Regions from separate parts of the Mus musculus genome. Here regions 2 and 3 are each linked to region 1. A link is a contact called in public promoter capture Hi-C data. All regions are on one chromosome and are shown on one strand. Each heading gives the region's core, a stretch centred on a gene start, on an enhancer-like site or on the middle of the called end of the contact. The rest is flanking DNA. Distances are from core to core; before and after follow the strand shown.

What was found. Promoter capture Hi-C pulls out the DNA fragments that hold promoters and counts their contacts. Capture Hi-C pulls out chosen DNA fragments and counts their contacts.
Region 2: a promoter capture Hi-C map of liver shows a contact between it and region 1, with 2.1 times the contacts expected there. The contact joins the promoter of Kcnmb1 here to the promoter of 4930403D09Rik in region 1. A contact is called at or near these places in 4 of 39 promoter capture datasets (embryonic stem cells, liver, pre-B cells and 1 more) and 1 of 9 other capture datasets (liver).
Region 3: a contact with region 1 is called in a promoter capture Hi-C map of stem cell-derived epiblast-like cells, with 3 times the contacts expected there. The contact joins the enhancer-like site here to the promoter of 4930403D09Rik in region 1. A contact is called at or near these places in 6 of 39 promoter capture datasets (cranial neural crest, embryonic stem cells, liver and 3 more) and 1 of 115 datasets of contacts at active chromatin or transcription factors (embryonic stem cells).

What each region holds. Positions count from the first base shown.
Region 1 is chr11:34,296,448-34,301,159 of GRCm38.p6, forward strand. 4930403D09Rik (RIKEN cDNA 4930403D09 gene) reads left to right here and starts at 3,295. Exons shown (of 2, transcript NR_167728.1): 1 at 3,295-3,434. Dock2 (dedicator of cyto-kinesis 2) reads right to left here. Exons shown (of 52, transcript NM_033374.3): 30 at 4,040-4,118.
Region 2 is chr11:33,960,977-33,965,375 of GRCm38.p6, forward strand. Kcnmb1 (potassium large conductance calcium-activated channel, subfamily M, beta member 1) reads left to right here and starts at 2,037. Exons shown (of 4, transcript NM_031169.4): 1 at 2,037-2,350; 2 at 3,701-3,858. The coding sequence starts at 3,725. It also overlaps a transcript of Kcnip1 not described here.
Region 3 is chr11:34,737,629-34,741,928 of GRCm38.p6, forward strand. The region is part of intron 2 of Dock2 (dedicator of cyto-kinesis 2); the gene reads right to left. Among named protein-coding and RNA genes, the nearest start is that of Dock2, 44 kb to the right of the region's middle. Within about 2 kb of position 1,498, at least 48 of the 459 cell types and tissues checked have an H3K27ac peak or open chromatin away from gene starts, as enhancers often do. A contact at or near this core is called in embryonic stem cells and stem cell-derived epiblast-like cells, where this site is marked.

The DNA.
Region 1 (4,712 bases), core at 2,045-4,544:
AAAGGCCGTAGAGGCAAAGACTTCGTTTTCTTGATCACCTTGATCTATATGATGTTCAGCTGCAAGTCTGACCTAGCTGTGTCGCAGCAGTATTTGTGGAATGAACTCACAATGAAGGGCCACACTTCACGTGTATTCCTATGAACCCCCCCCCCCAACCCCAGAAAGCTGGGATGATGTCTCAGTTGTTAAGGACATGGGCTGCTCTTGCAGAAGATCTGGGTTCAGCTCCCAGCATCCACAGGACACATAAGTGGCTGTAACTGCAGCTCCAGTGGGTCTGATGGCATTTTCTGTTTTCTGTGGGTAACACACACACACACACACACCTACGTACACCGACACATATAGACACATAATTGAAAAAGTAACTTAAAAATCACATCCTTCTGAGAAGGGACAAAATTTGTATTTCTATCCACATTTAGACTAAAAAAACTGAGGACCACAGAGAATGAAGCTGCTTTGTCCTACTGCTTAATGTGGCCTTGGGAGCCAAGTTGATCTAACTCTTGAGCTCTGTTGCTTTAAAAGGATTTGAACTGAATTGCCACATCATCATGGTATAGATTCACAGGTTCCAGTGGGAAGTTTAGATACATGTATATCCCTGGGCCAATATCCACCACCTAAACACTCATCAATTCTCTGTGGCAAAAGTCTCTCCTCTGGCCACTTTAAGATATACATTGTTGTGCGTGCATAGGCTTTCCACTGTGAAGGACACCAGGTGCATCTCTCCTTCATGGCTGTAGTTTTGTGGATGCTGAACAGCATCTCCCATCTGAACCCCCCTCCCTGATCTCTCACAATTGTTATTCTACTTATTGCTTCCACAAAATTGGCTTTCAGAGATTCTACATATGAATGAACTCACAAAGTGCGTGTCTTTCTGTGTCTGGCTTATGTCCCTTAACATGATGTTCTCAGGGTCTATTTTAGCTAAGGCAAAAGATAAGCTTTTATCTTCTATGGCTGAATAGTATTCCACTGTATATAGGACATTCCCTTTACGCATTGCCATATTGCGGGACATGGAGAGTGATGCCATGTTCATCACAAAGTGCTCATGGCAGTGAACATGGGGATGCATATGTCCCCTTGGCACTAATTTCCTTTTGAGTCTATGCTCAGTAGTGGAATTGTACAAGTCTGTGAAGTGAATTAGCCTGGACTCTCACCCTGCCAAGGTGAATTCGTAGCTTCTTCTGGTCCATGTGACCTTGCAAACAGCCAAGAGCATCGAGTCCCAGCATCTAGAGAGTACCACTGATCTTAGCTTCCGGCAGAAATCACCATTTCTATAATGCCCAGGCCTTGGCTCCTCTGGAGTGGCATCCATAGAGCTGCTGCCTTTTTGCCCTTTGAATCACAAAGCCATCATTCAGAGGAGAGGTTAGGGCTAATCTCCTTTCCCCTGCTCTTGCTCTGGATAGAGGGAGCCAGGATAGAGGCTGCTCCTGCTGCTATCACATGCATAATACATGAGCCCACAAGAAGGAGAGGAGGGTGTTCCAGGCAGGGTACAAAGAACAAATCCATTCTCAAAGGGGGGGAGGAAAAGATGAGGGAACAAAGAGAAGATTGAAAAATGACCCAGTTTTGGGGTACTTTTCACTAAATATCTGTGGAAGCCTCATTAGAAAAGAATTATTTGATTCTGTGTTCCTAGCTCTTCTCCATAGTTTACAGAATCCTGTGGGCGTGACAGCCTCCGGCTATGTTGTGAGGATCAAAAAGCTGCTTCTCTGCTGGCTTGCCTGTCAAGAACTGACCTGAGTTCCTGGCCCTGGTGCTTATAATATCACTATGATCATTAGCATGATTACCACCACTACCACTACCATCATCACCACCAACAGCAGCAGCCTCACCGTTACTACCACCGCCACCATCATTATCATCATCACCATCATCAAACTGATGCTAACAAGGTAACATTTATTAAGTGGCGCTTTTGTTGCCAGGACCATTCTAAGTGAGCTACATGAATCAATTCACCCAACCCTTATGGCTGCTTAAAGAAACAGCCACTAACAGCATATTCATACAACGTTGAAGAAACCGAGCACAGAACAATGAAGTACTTTACCAAAAACCACACAATTCATAAATTTAACCTTTGCATGTATGTCACATTCCTTTCTTAGGTACGTTGCATATATAATTTTTCTTTCAGAAAAGTTTTATGAAACCGAAAAGAATGGCCCAGAGGACTGGAGCTGACCCTGTCTTGGGAAAGAGCCTCCCTAAGACCATGGAGGAGAGTGACAGTCAGAACAGCAGGTCCTAAGGCTAGAACTGCTGACATCAGGGAAAATGACAAACCAGCTGGCCTTTGATGGCCACACACTGCCCCTCTGGCCCCAGGTATGTTGTTCCAAGCTGTCCCTTCAAACACCATGGACATATCCATTTCTTTGAACAGGCTCGTAACAAATGGAAACAGCAACTATCTGCATGGGAAATGAAACCTTTCTCTTGGTTTTAAACGGCCAGCATGACACGTTTCGTTGCTCTGGGAAAGATATGTCATCTGGAGAGAAAGCCTTACCCAAGGCCATCGCGATACTCTGAACCTGGGGTGTGGCCATGGCCCAATGTGGAGGCCTGTATCAGCCAGCGCAGTTTCTAGCCCCAAAGGCATTAAGGTGTTGATGTCAGGCTTTCTGTACATGGATTCCAGGTCTTACTCACTCCTGCATCTTCAGAAAAGAAGCTGGCTAGCAGTGGCATCCAACTTGCAGGGTGGCTGAATGTCTGTGACAGTGACTTCGTATGAGCTGGTATATAAACTATGGCAGTTACTCTGGTCATCATGAACATTGGTCACTTCCGTCCCCAGAGCTGAATGCAAGGTCATAGGCAAGACCAAGAACCTCATTCAGAGAAGAGGGTCATCCTTGAAAGCCAACAAAGGGAGCTCAACCCATCTTCCCAGGAAGGTGCCTGGCACGGGTCTCAGCCCAGGTGTCACCTCCCCCACCGGGCACAGAGTGGCTATGAGCACAAGGCTTTTTACTCTTGTGTAACTGTATTTTACCAGAAGGAAAGAAAACATGGACAGGATTGGAGGAATAATAAGCGATGATTTCAAAGGACAGATAGTGCCTAAAGAAACATCAAGAGACCTAGATGTGACCAGTGACCACAGACAGAGTCACTAAACAAATTCCAAAGAGGAGTCAGGCAGGGCAGGCTCTGTAAAGAGGAACTATTCCAACAGCAACTGACTGATAAGATTTCCCAGCATGCTCCTGGGCTGGCAAAGTCTCCTGAGGTGGGAGGGCAGTTAGCATTTTACAGTTGTTATCACTCTGGTGCAATGACATCCTTGCCCACCTAAGCTGCTGAGCTGAAGAGGCCAGGCTGATGGAAACACAGCGTCTCAGATGGGCAGGCAGGAATGGCATGACCCTGGGGTACTGTACTTGGTGAGTATTCCCTTACTCTCAGTTACCAGAAGCTCTAAGGGTTGAGGACTTTGCTGAAGCAGGCATCAAAGACTTGGGGGTAGGGTTTCTTCTCTCTCACTCCTGCAGCCATGGGCAGTAACATGGACTTTCACGTCTGGCTTTGAAGAACATGTTCTTTGTGGGCCGGGCCAGGGACTTCACTCTCCTTACCTCAGGGACATTCTTATCACACAGCCCAATCCCTGCTCTAATGTCTCAGAGGCCCTAAAATGTGGCTAAGCACACACGCCAAAATGACTTTTGGAGAAATTGGGAAGTCACAGAGATAAACTTGAAAGCTTTATACTTTCGGGTCTGTGACTGGCTGCTCCTAGGAACCCGTGAACAAAGTACTAAAAAAAAAAAGTTGAAAGGCAACGGCAGCAGCACCCATTCTACAGTTAAGAAGTGGTGTGCATCCCAGTCAGAAGGGACATCGTCTTCTTTCCTTTCCACACTTCCCTTCTGCATGTATTCAGAGACACCTACGGCCTCTGTGTGCTTGCCGGTGGTGATGGTGGAGGATGAAGAACCAGCCCAATGTGCCAGGGTAGCCCTGAGCAACTCCAATGCTTCACACTCACCTGGAACTCAAAGCTTGTGTGTTCCAGAAACTTCTGGTTCATGGTTTCTGCAAACTTGTTGATGGCTCTCAGGAAGACCCTAGAAGAGGAAACAAGGTCACTGAACTATCTGAGCATCCTCTCTCTTTTCTCTTCCTGATGGACTAAAATCTCCTCACATTCTCCCAGAGTGGGCTGATTTTCAGGTGAAGACTAATGCAGGTCAACGTAGGGACTGAGGTTGCCTTGCTAGAATTCAGGAACCATGTATTTGACGTTTTAGGAATTTGTATTGTCTTACATTCAAATGATTAGACGCTTAGTGATTAGTGGCTGAACAATGCATGCTGTCCAGAAATGATATAAAGAAAGAGCATCCCGTCCCCCAAACAACAGCTAGTATTCTCTGGGATCCTCTCTCCTGGAGAAGGCTCCCGTCAACATGTGGGTGAGCATCACTTCAAAGGTCTCCTTAGAAGTATCTATACGAGTGACATTTTTAGGGTGTCGTTTTGATAAATGGTATTACACGACGAATGTGGTTTCATAGCTTGCCAATTTTACTCAATAATAAATCGTAGACTCCTTTCACACCAATGAGTGCAGCTACACGTCATCTTTTTTAATCACCAAAGAGCATTCCACTCTATGACCGTATCACGGTTTATTTAATCAGTTTCTTATTGATGGGCCA
Region 2 (4,399 bases), core at 787-3,286, 340 kb before region 1:
ATACTAACCCCAACCCTCCCGTACTCAGCCATGATCCAAGATTTTCACTAGCTTACCCTAGAGGCAGAGCGAAGCTTGCCCTTGTTGTTTGGTTGTGGCTCAGTAGGGTGCACCAGGTGCCTTCCCTGCTTCATCCCCATCTTCCAAAGGAAAGAATCATTGGGAACCTCACTGGTGTTTATAAAATCTGATTGTGTAACCTTCCCAGCCCGTCGAGAGGATTATGAATGGCCCTCTGCTCACACTTGTGAGGAACCATCTAGTGCCCATGTCTCTCCCAAGGCAGGAGTTTCTAAGTAATTTTGTAGGTGCCACGAGAAAGCTGCTGGTCCTTGAAGGAACCATGGTCCATCACTGGAAAATCCTTCTCCTGAAGAACTGGTCTCAGATCCATATTCCCCCTTCCTTGTCAGTGGTCCTGACCCCTATGCTTTAAGACGTCCTTGTCTGTGGGGCTGGTGGGCAAGAATCAGTGTTGCACCTACAGAGGACTAAGTTCAAATCTCCAGTACCTGTGTAATAAACTGTTCATAGTTAGGTGCCCCAGCACTCAGCTCCAGGCTCAGTGAAAGAACCCTTCCCCCGTTTTTTTCATGACAAGGTTCCTCTGTAGCCCTGGCTGTTCTGGAACTCTCTATAAGGGGCAGCCTCGATCTCACTGAGATCCACCTGCCTCTGCTTCCTGAGTGCTGGGATTAAAGGCGGGTCCCACTGCTGCTCAGCCGAAAGGTCCTTCCTGAGGTGGGCCAGATGGAGAAAAACACCCAATGTCTCCCTTTGGTTTCCATGAATGCATGCATGTGTGAAAATATCAAGTACACACACATATACACAATATCATACACACATAATACACACACCATACCTATCCAAACACACACATATCACACACACATGCACAAATCATTTAAGCACCACACACACATGCAGGCACATGCACACTAATAAATCTCCAGTTGCTATGAGGCAACTAAACAGGTAGTTGTCTCTCTAGTTAGAGTCAGTGACTAAAGGGGGATGGGGTGCTGTTCACCCCCCAGAGTGTCAAGGAGCCTTGAGTGACAACTTTCTTTCTGGGCCTTAGAGGGCCCTGATTATCAGGTGTTAGGCTTAGGTGAGAGGTGCTAACACCTAGTGATCAGGAATATCTAAGATGCACCCACTGCCCTGGGCCTGGGGACACCAGAGGCTACTTCTAGAACTTTAGGTGGCTGGAGACATAACAGAGGTATGGTTTGAGGTGTTAGAACAGTCCCTTGGTGGCAGAGATGGCTGGGATTTGACACTGGGAGGGGCCAACTTCCAATCTGTCTCTGTTCATCAAGTAGAGAAACTCTGGACCAGGCATCAAGTTCTGTGCAGATGACTAGCAGGGCACCAAGGTGTAAGGAGGGCGGGGCGGGGGCGGGGCCGGGGTTGGGGCAGGGGTGGGGCGGGGCTTGTTCTTGCTTTCCCAACTCTTACAGTGCTCTCTTTATCCACAAGGACCCGGAGTGCAAAAGCAGGTTTGCCCCCCACCCCTACCTCCAGTACCAATGTTCAGTTGTCGTATTGGCTGCAATAACTTTCTGCCTATGAAGCAGAGTCAGTCTGTGGGAGGTCCCCAGCATGGCACTGTCCCTGGACCTGGACGGCTGGCCGGAAGCAGCTGTGGGACCCACCGCTACCAGCCTCAGCCCCAGTGGTCTTTAAAAGGCGGAATTTCCTCCTTTCTCTGAACTCCATCTCTAACTTAACAATCCAGAATAAAGTTAAGTTTTCAAAATGCTATTAATTATAGAAGGGAGAAGACAGAGGTCCAGAGAGGTTCAGTGACTTGTTCAGAGTCACACAGGAAGTCAGGGACAAAGGTGGGAGGCTTTGGCTGCACTGGTGTGGATATAACATGGGCTAGTGACAAGCCCAACCCCTCTACCTCCCTCCCCTGCACTACACAAGGAAGATCATTTCCTATTCCTGGCTTCTCTGCCAGCCTGAAAGACGGAGTGTAGAAGAAACATTTTTGTACATATATCAGGATGGCCTTGTGGGGTGGGTAATGGCTTTTGCTGTTTGACATCTGTTTCCCAGGAGACTCTGGGAAATGCAGGGGCAGAGTCCCCAACAGCAGCTGAGGGCTGTGAGGCTAGGTACCTGCTTGTGGAGTTTTTATCCCGGGGCAAGCTGTGTGCTCAGACTTGACCATGTTTGGGCATGGAGGCTCGACCCAGATGGGACTGAGACTGCTTCCCTGGAGACCAGCTGGGAGACCAAACTTCCTGCTAGAGCTCCCAGGCCTGACTTGGGGTGGGGGTGGGGGTGGGGCGAGTGGAGAGAAACCATCTGCCAGCCAGCGGAGACCCAGAGAACTGTGAGTGCTACATCCCAGAGAGCTTGGGAAGGGCTTCTAGGAAGCCGGGGCTGAGGGGAGATGGTGGGAGACAGCAGCCTGTGATGGCATGGATAGGGTGGTGAAAATCCCTACCTCTCCTGATGCCCATCAGAGTTCTGGCACCGGAGGGCCTGCCTGGCCTGTTGACCCTGGTCTGGGCGTCTCTTTTGTGGCCAGCCAGTCAGGACCAGTGTTGTCACTTGTCATCAGGATAGGGATCGACAAACAGGCCTGGCAGAGTGCACCAAGCTCCTTCAATTCCTCAGTTAATGATGGCGCCTGTTTATGGAGGGCATCACTTATTTATGAGGTGACGCTCAGCAGTGTTGGTGGGTCTACATCAGGACCCTGAGGAGGGCACTATTGTTCTTGTTTTAACAGTCATATGGTTGCTAAGTAGAAAAGCCAGGACTCGGTCTTATATCTGATGGCCTCTCTTCTCTAAACTCCCCCAAAACCCTTACATACTCTATCCCCAGTCCTTCTAAGGAAGAGATCAACAACCCAACAGTTATGCCACATAGGACTCTTCTTTAACCCTTTCCAACTTTCCTAGATCAAGCCCAGACCTCAGGTGACTTTTCTACAGAATTCCATCCAAGGAGTCCTGAGATACTTAATGTTTCACATCCGGCATAGTCTCCCTGAAATCTCTTCTGTTATCATGGAAACCCATTTCTTCCTGTCTCAGGCCACAGTGCATATCAGAGCTTCATATCCTTCTTGCTGGAGGTTCTCATTAGGCCCATCCCAGATTCCCACCTAAGCTTTACATTTAAACTGAACTCACTTCATGTAGCTGGTGAGCCATCGGGACATTACAGGCACAACCAGTCACAGGAGCGAGACCTCTCAGGAACAGGTGACATCCTTCCTTCCTTTCCCTTCTGAGCTTCCATGCTGTAGCCTTGAGCAGACTCCTGCTGTCATTTATCTTGGGAATGCTCAGGAGTCTAGGAGGGCTCACTGGAAAAAGCCAGCACCACAAGGAAATCCCCTCAAGTGTACTGGGCTTCTCCTGGAGATAATTGGTGATAATGGATCCTGAGTATTTAAAAGCTAACTGTAGGCTGTTACCAGAGGCCAGAGCAGACCTCTGTAAGAAAGCTCCATGTAAGTTGCAAAGCTCCACGTATTATCATACTTAAATAAGAGCAATGTTGTTATTTGGTTGCATCCCCTCATGCCTGCCTGCCTTCCTTCCTTCCTTCCTTCCTTCCTTCCTTCCTTCCTTCCTTCCTTCCTTCCTTCCTTCCTTCCTTCCTTCCTTCCTTCTTATGAACCTATCACTTGGGCTAATCTCACTTCTCTTTGCCTTCTTGGTGCTAGAAATGACTGTTGCCTCCAGTGGCCATGGGGAAGAAGCTGGTGATGGCCCAGAAGCGCGGAGAGACACGAGCCCTCTGCCTGGGAGTGGCAATGGTAGTGTGTGCTGCCATCACCTACTACGTCCTGGGTACAACTGTGCTGCCCCTCTACCAGAAAAGGTATGGATGTCTCCACTTCCTGGATTGACCTACCCTACCCTTGACCCGTCACGGTAGTCAGGACAGACGAGGCATTCGTCATCTTCAGGCTCAGGGGTTCCAGTTCTGGGGGAGCAGAGGAGTGAGAGACTCCCCAGTTGGGACTGGTGATGACAGGTGCAGGATTCCTTGGGGGTGGGGGTGGAGCTCACAATGGCAGACTCTGGCTGCAGTCTGCACAAATGCCTCTGAGATGGGAGATTCCTCTTTGATGAGCATGCCTTTCCTTACCTGGGTTTTCCCAATAAGCAGAGAGTCTTTGCACTGTGACATCTGTTCCCACGAAGTTTATGGAGGAATCTCAGAGAGTGCAGTGTACCCTCGTGCCTCACACTCTGTGACATGTCATCCCTCCAGCCTTTAAAGAAGAGCTGTGGAATTCCTGATGGCTCTTGTCTTTGGAACAGGCACACAGTGCTCTCTCAGCTCACCCTTAGCTGAGTCTCACGCCCTCCCTCTGTGCATAGTCTGGCTCCTGACCATCCTCTCTTGTCTGACAGTG
Region 3 (4,300 bases), core at 248-2,747, 440 kb after region 1:
TTTCGAGACAGGGTTTCTCTGTGTAGCCCTGGCTGTCCTAGAACTCACTCTGTAGACCAGGCTGGCCTCGAACTCAGAAATCTGCCTGTCTCTGCTTCCCGAGTGCTGGGATTAAAGTCGTGCACCAGGAAGCACCCATCAGTGAGTGAACAAAGAAGCAGAGGTGTATCAAGTGCACTATACAAGCAGAACACTACTCAGCTGAGCGTGGTGGTGCATGCCTTTAATAAGCACATAGCAGAAAAAAAATACTCTATGATCTCATCTGCGTGTGACATCTAATAACAATAAAGAACCAGAGGGTCAGGGAGTTTGCTCTGAGATGGTGTCTCCTAGTAACATCAGAAGTTAACTCCATAACACCATCATGACAGCCCGAATGTGAGCCGAACAAGGATGAAACCAATGGACACACCTAAGTAGACAAGAACAAGCCACAGAGGCCACCATCTAACACAAAGACATGCAGGCAACTGAGGAATGCTGGGAGTAGGAGGGCTGGTCTTCCCAGAGAAGAGCACACCAACTGGGCAGTGCCAAAGGACCGGTCCAGGAAACATACACACAAAAAATACAATATGAACAGGTTATATTCAGGAATATATTCAGGAAATTCGAGACATAGGTCAGAAGATACAAAGCAGTAGATATGCAAACTGAAGAAGTCAAGAAGGACACGCGCAGCAGACAGACTCCAGTTAAGAAAACAATAACAAGGGGCTGGAGAGGTGGCTCAGTGGTTAAGAACACTGACTGCTCTTCCAGAAGTCCTGAGTTCAATTCCCAGCAACCACATGGTACCTCACAACCATCTGCAATGGTATTGATGCCCTCTTCTGGTGTGTCTGAAGAGAGAGATGTTTTACCCACATATATAAAAGAAATAAAATCTAAAAGGAGCAGGAGAAGGAAGAAAAAAGGAAGGGAGGGAGGGAGGGAGGGACGAAGGATACCATTATGTTGTATACCTCCACTATAGATAATAAAATGTATGTATTTAAAAATGAGTGTGTAGTCAAAACTTGGCTTAGAATGAAGATCTGAGTCCTCCTATCTGAGTGATCGTTGACAAGTGACATGTTGAATAGGAATAATCACAGCTGCCTTGTCAAATTTAAATTGTGTGAAGTGTTCAGAGGGATCTATTTCCCTGTGCCTGCCATACGGAAAATATTCAAAAGGTTAGTGGGTACCATGTCCTTTTTTGGACAATAGTTAAATTAATATCATAATCCAACAAGTTAGAAATGTTTTCTATTTTGTTTCCAGAACCTACAGACTTAGAATCTCATTCTTTTTATTGATGTCCTTTCAACATATTTCCATAACAACAGAATAAATGAGACAGAACTCAAGCTCACTGACATCTCAGCCCCACCCTCATTCAAAAAAACAGGAAAAGTGGGTTTCAACTTTCAGAGAGTGGAGCAGCATCCTCCAAACAATAGAATCCCTTTCACACCCAGCAGCTTCTCGCACACAGCTGAACAAAGGAGGCCTCCTGGCAGAGTGGTTCTTCAAATGATCCCCTGTGAAGAGCTCACAATGTCCCCATTGTTTGGGTCACAATCACCCTTGACAGGGTTGCTAGTACAGAAGGTGCTGTAGATTCTGGTGTGCCCCACTCTACCCATGGTAGATTCAATCCTTCACCACCTACCCAGAGCTCTTTGTGGCCCACACAGTCCTGCAGGCAAGGGCATCTGACAGCTCTGAAGAGCTGCAGATGTTGGCGGGCAAGAAGGCTGGCTCTCAGAACCCTGTCATGAGATACTCTCTGTAGAAAACAGTGAAGTATTACATTGCTTTATAACAACTCAAATCTCCCAGTAGCCTCTTTCCTTGCCCCTCCCCACGGTCATATTTTACTGGAAACAAGTCCAAAAATTTTCTGGAGTCTCTGTCTAGAGCCCCCCCCCCCCTTACTACTATAATAGACCCCACAGCCCTGACATACACAAGTATCCGTAAACAGACTTTTTTGTCATTCCAAGCCGGGCAGGGAATGAGTAAGTATAGTGTCCACATACAACTCCGAGAACACCTTACGAAGAAGATTCTAAAGACCAGCTACCTCAGAAGAACACCCTCCACTGTGGTCTAGGGGACAGCAAGGCATTGTGGTGAAGAACCAACCTGCCTCCTCCTTAAGCAAAAAAACCATTTTATAATATAGACAGACCAGGTTCATTCCTGTTTATGGTTAAACTTCTGCTTCTCAAAGATTGGGCTATACCCCACAGGTAACTATAAATGATTCTATACTGCCTGTTCCAAGAAACAACAACCATGTCTGTTGCTTATAACCATCTTACAACCCTATCTTTGTTTCAAAAGGTTATATGATTGCTTGTTGCTATGACTACCTTGTTTTGCCCATCTTGCAACTACCTCTTTGTGTCATAACTAACTTGTTATGCTTATGTTCTGCTTCTGCAACCCTGCCTATTTTGCCCACCAAATGCCCATTACATACTCCTGAACTATAAAACCCTTGTCTTCCTCACATCCAACGCTGACCTCTCGAGCCTCACCATTGCGGGAGGCAGCCCATGTACATGAATTTTAAAAGGCTTGCTTTAATTAATTTGACCATGATGATTTGGGTCAGTGTCTTTTTTCCTCACATTTTTGGAATTAACAGTGGCCCAGGTCTTCAATCCCAGTACTTAGAAGGGGCAGGCAGATCTCTGTGATCTATGAGTTCAGGGCCACCTTGGTCTATAAAACCAGTTCCAAGCCAGCTAGAAGTATATAGTGAGACTGCCTCAAAAAAAAAAAAAAAAAAGACAGTAGAGACAGAGGCATCTTGATATTTTTGAAGGTGGGTAATTGCTGTCCTAGTATACTTAAGCACAGTGGGGTGCCTGTCAGAAGCATCGTTATATGGGTATGTCACAGACATCTGGTACCTTAGTCTCCAGCTACATAGCTACCGGGCCATGAGTTCATTCATCTTAGTGCTCAACTGAGTAAGGAAGACAGATAATAGAGAATACTCTAAACTACCGATATTTAAGGGGGAAAGGGGGGGGGGAGGTGCAAAGCATGCTGGTCATGAGCCTGGAATCTTTGGATGTCACTAAATAGTCAGAGAGATGTCAACCCTTCTGAACTATATGAGTTTGTATTATAACATGTTATCTTCATACTAAAACCCACTCATATTTAAATCCCCCAGTTAGAATTGTGTTTGTACCATTCATACTTAGAGTACTTAGACACAGCTATTTATGGCTCATGATTCTAGAGATTCAAGGTCCCAGAGCACATTGCAGCCTCTGGTGAGTGTCCCCTTGGAACATTACATCAGCCTCTACATCCCGCTATATCTGTGTGGTCTTTCTCCCTCTCCATAAAGCTTCCAGAATTCACTCATAGAGCTTCCACCCTAATGACTTTACTTGCCAAAGGCCGTACCTGTATACATCATGTTTCCTCCCTCAAAATACCATCAGCATAATACTTCAGAGAGTGGACCCTCATGTGAATTCAAAGCAGACAAATCCTATTTAAAACATCATGTGGAACAAAGAAGGGCTAATCTCATCCGTTCTAGACACTAAAAATTCAGTTTCCACATGACCAGGAACCATAGTCCATAGATATGTACACATACTGGTCTTCTCCAAGCTCTATTGGCTGAGGGGAAAGAACACAAAAGGTTGCTCTTGAGTCAAGCATGATGCAACACTACTTCTCTCTTCTCCCCTTTCTATCAGATAACAGGTCCAGGAGCTGTGTGATCCTAACTCTTCAGGTGAGGAACCAATAGAACAATAGGACAAAAACAATAGAACACACAAAATTCAAAGTTATCATCACTCAAGTTCCAACCACCCAAAGTTAAGCATTGTTAACCTCTTAGGATGATTTAAAAACATTTATTCCTGTTGTAAATAGATATGTTGTAATAAATAACTAAAACTGATGAGAAGATTACAAATCAAAAAGGGCTAGAATTAGACGTGTAAAACACAGGGCTGTACTGTGGGGAGGGGTGGTAAACTTAGAATAACAGGCCAGACACTATAGGAAGGCATTCCCTCACCCACCCACTCCCTGAATCAAGCCCATCCTCTCTGTCTTCAAAAAGCTTCAAAGGCCAAGGATGGACCTTGGCACCCTGGGCACTGAACAGTGCATGATGAGATGCAACCCAGAAAAGAATCCTGCCAAAGCACACAACACATTCCAGCAGGTCTTGCTCCTCTTTAGGGACTCCTTTAAACGTTGCTTTGAAATACTAAATTTCCTTCCTTAAAGACAGGGTTTTCATTCTCTTATTCTCTTGGTTTGC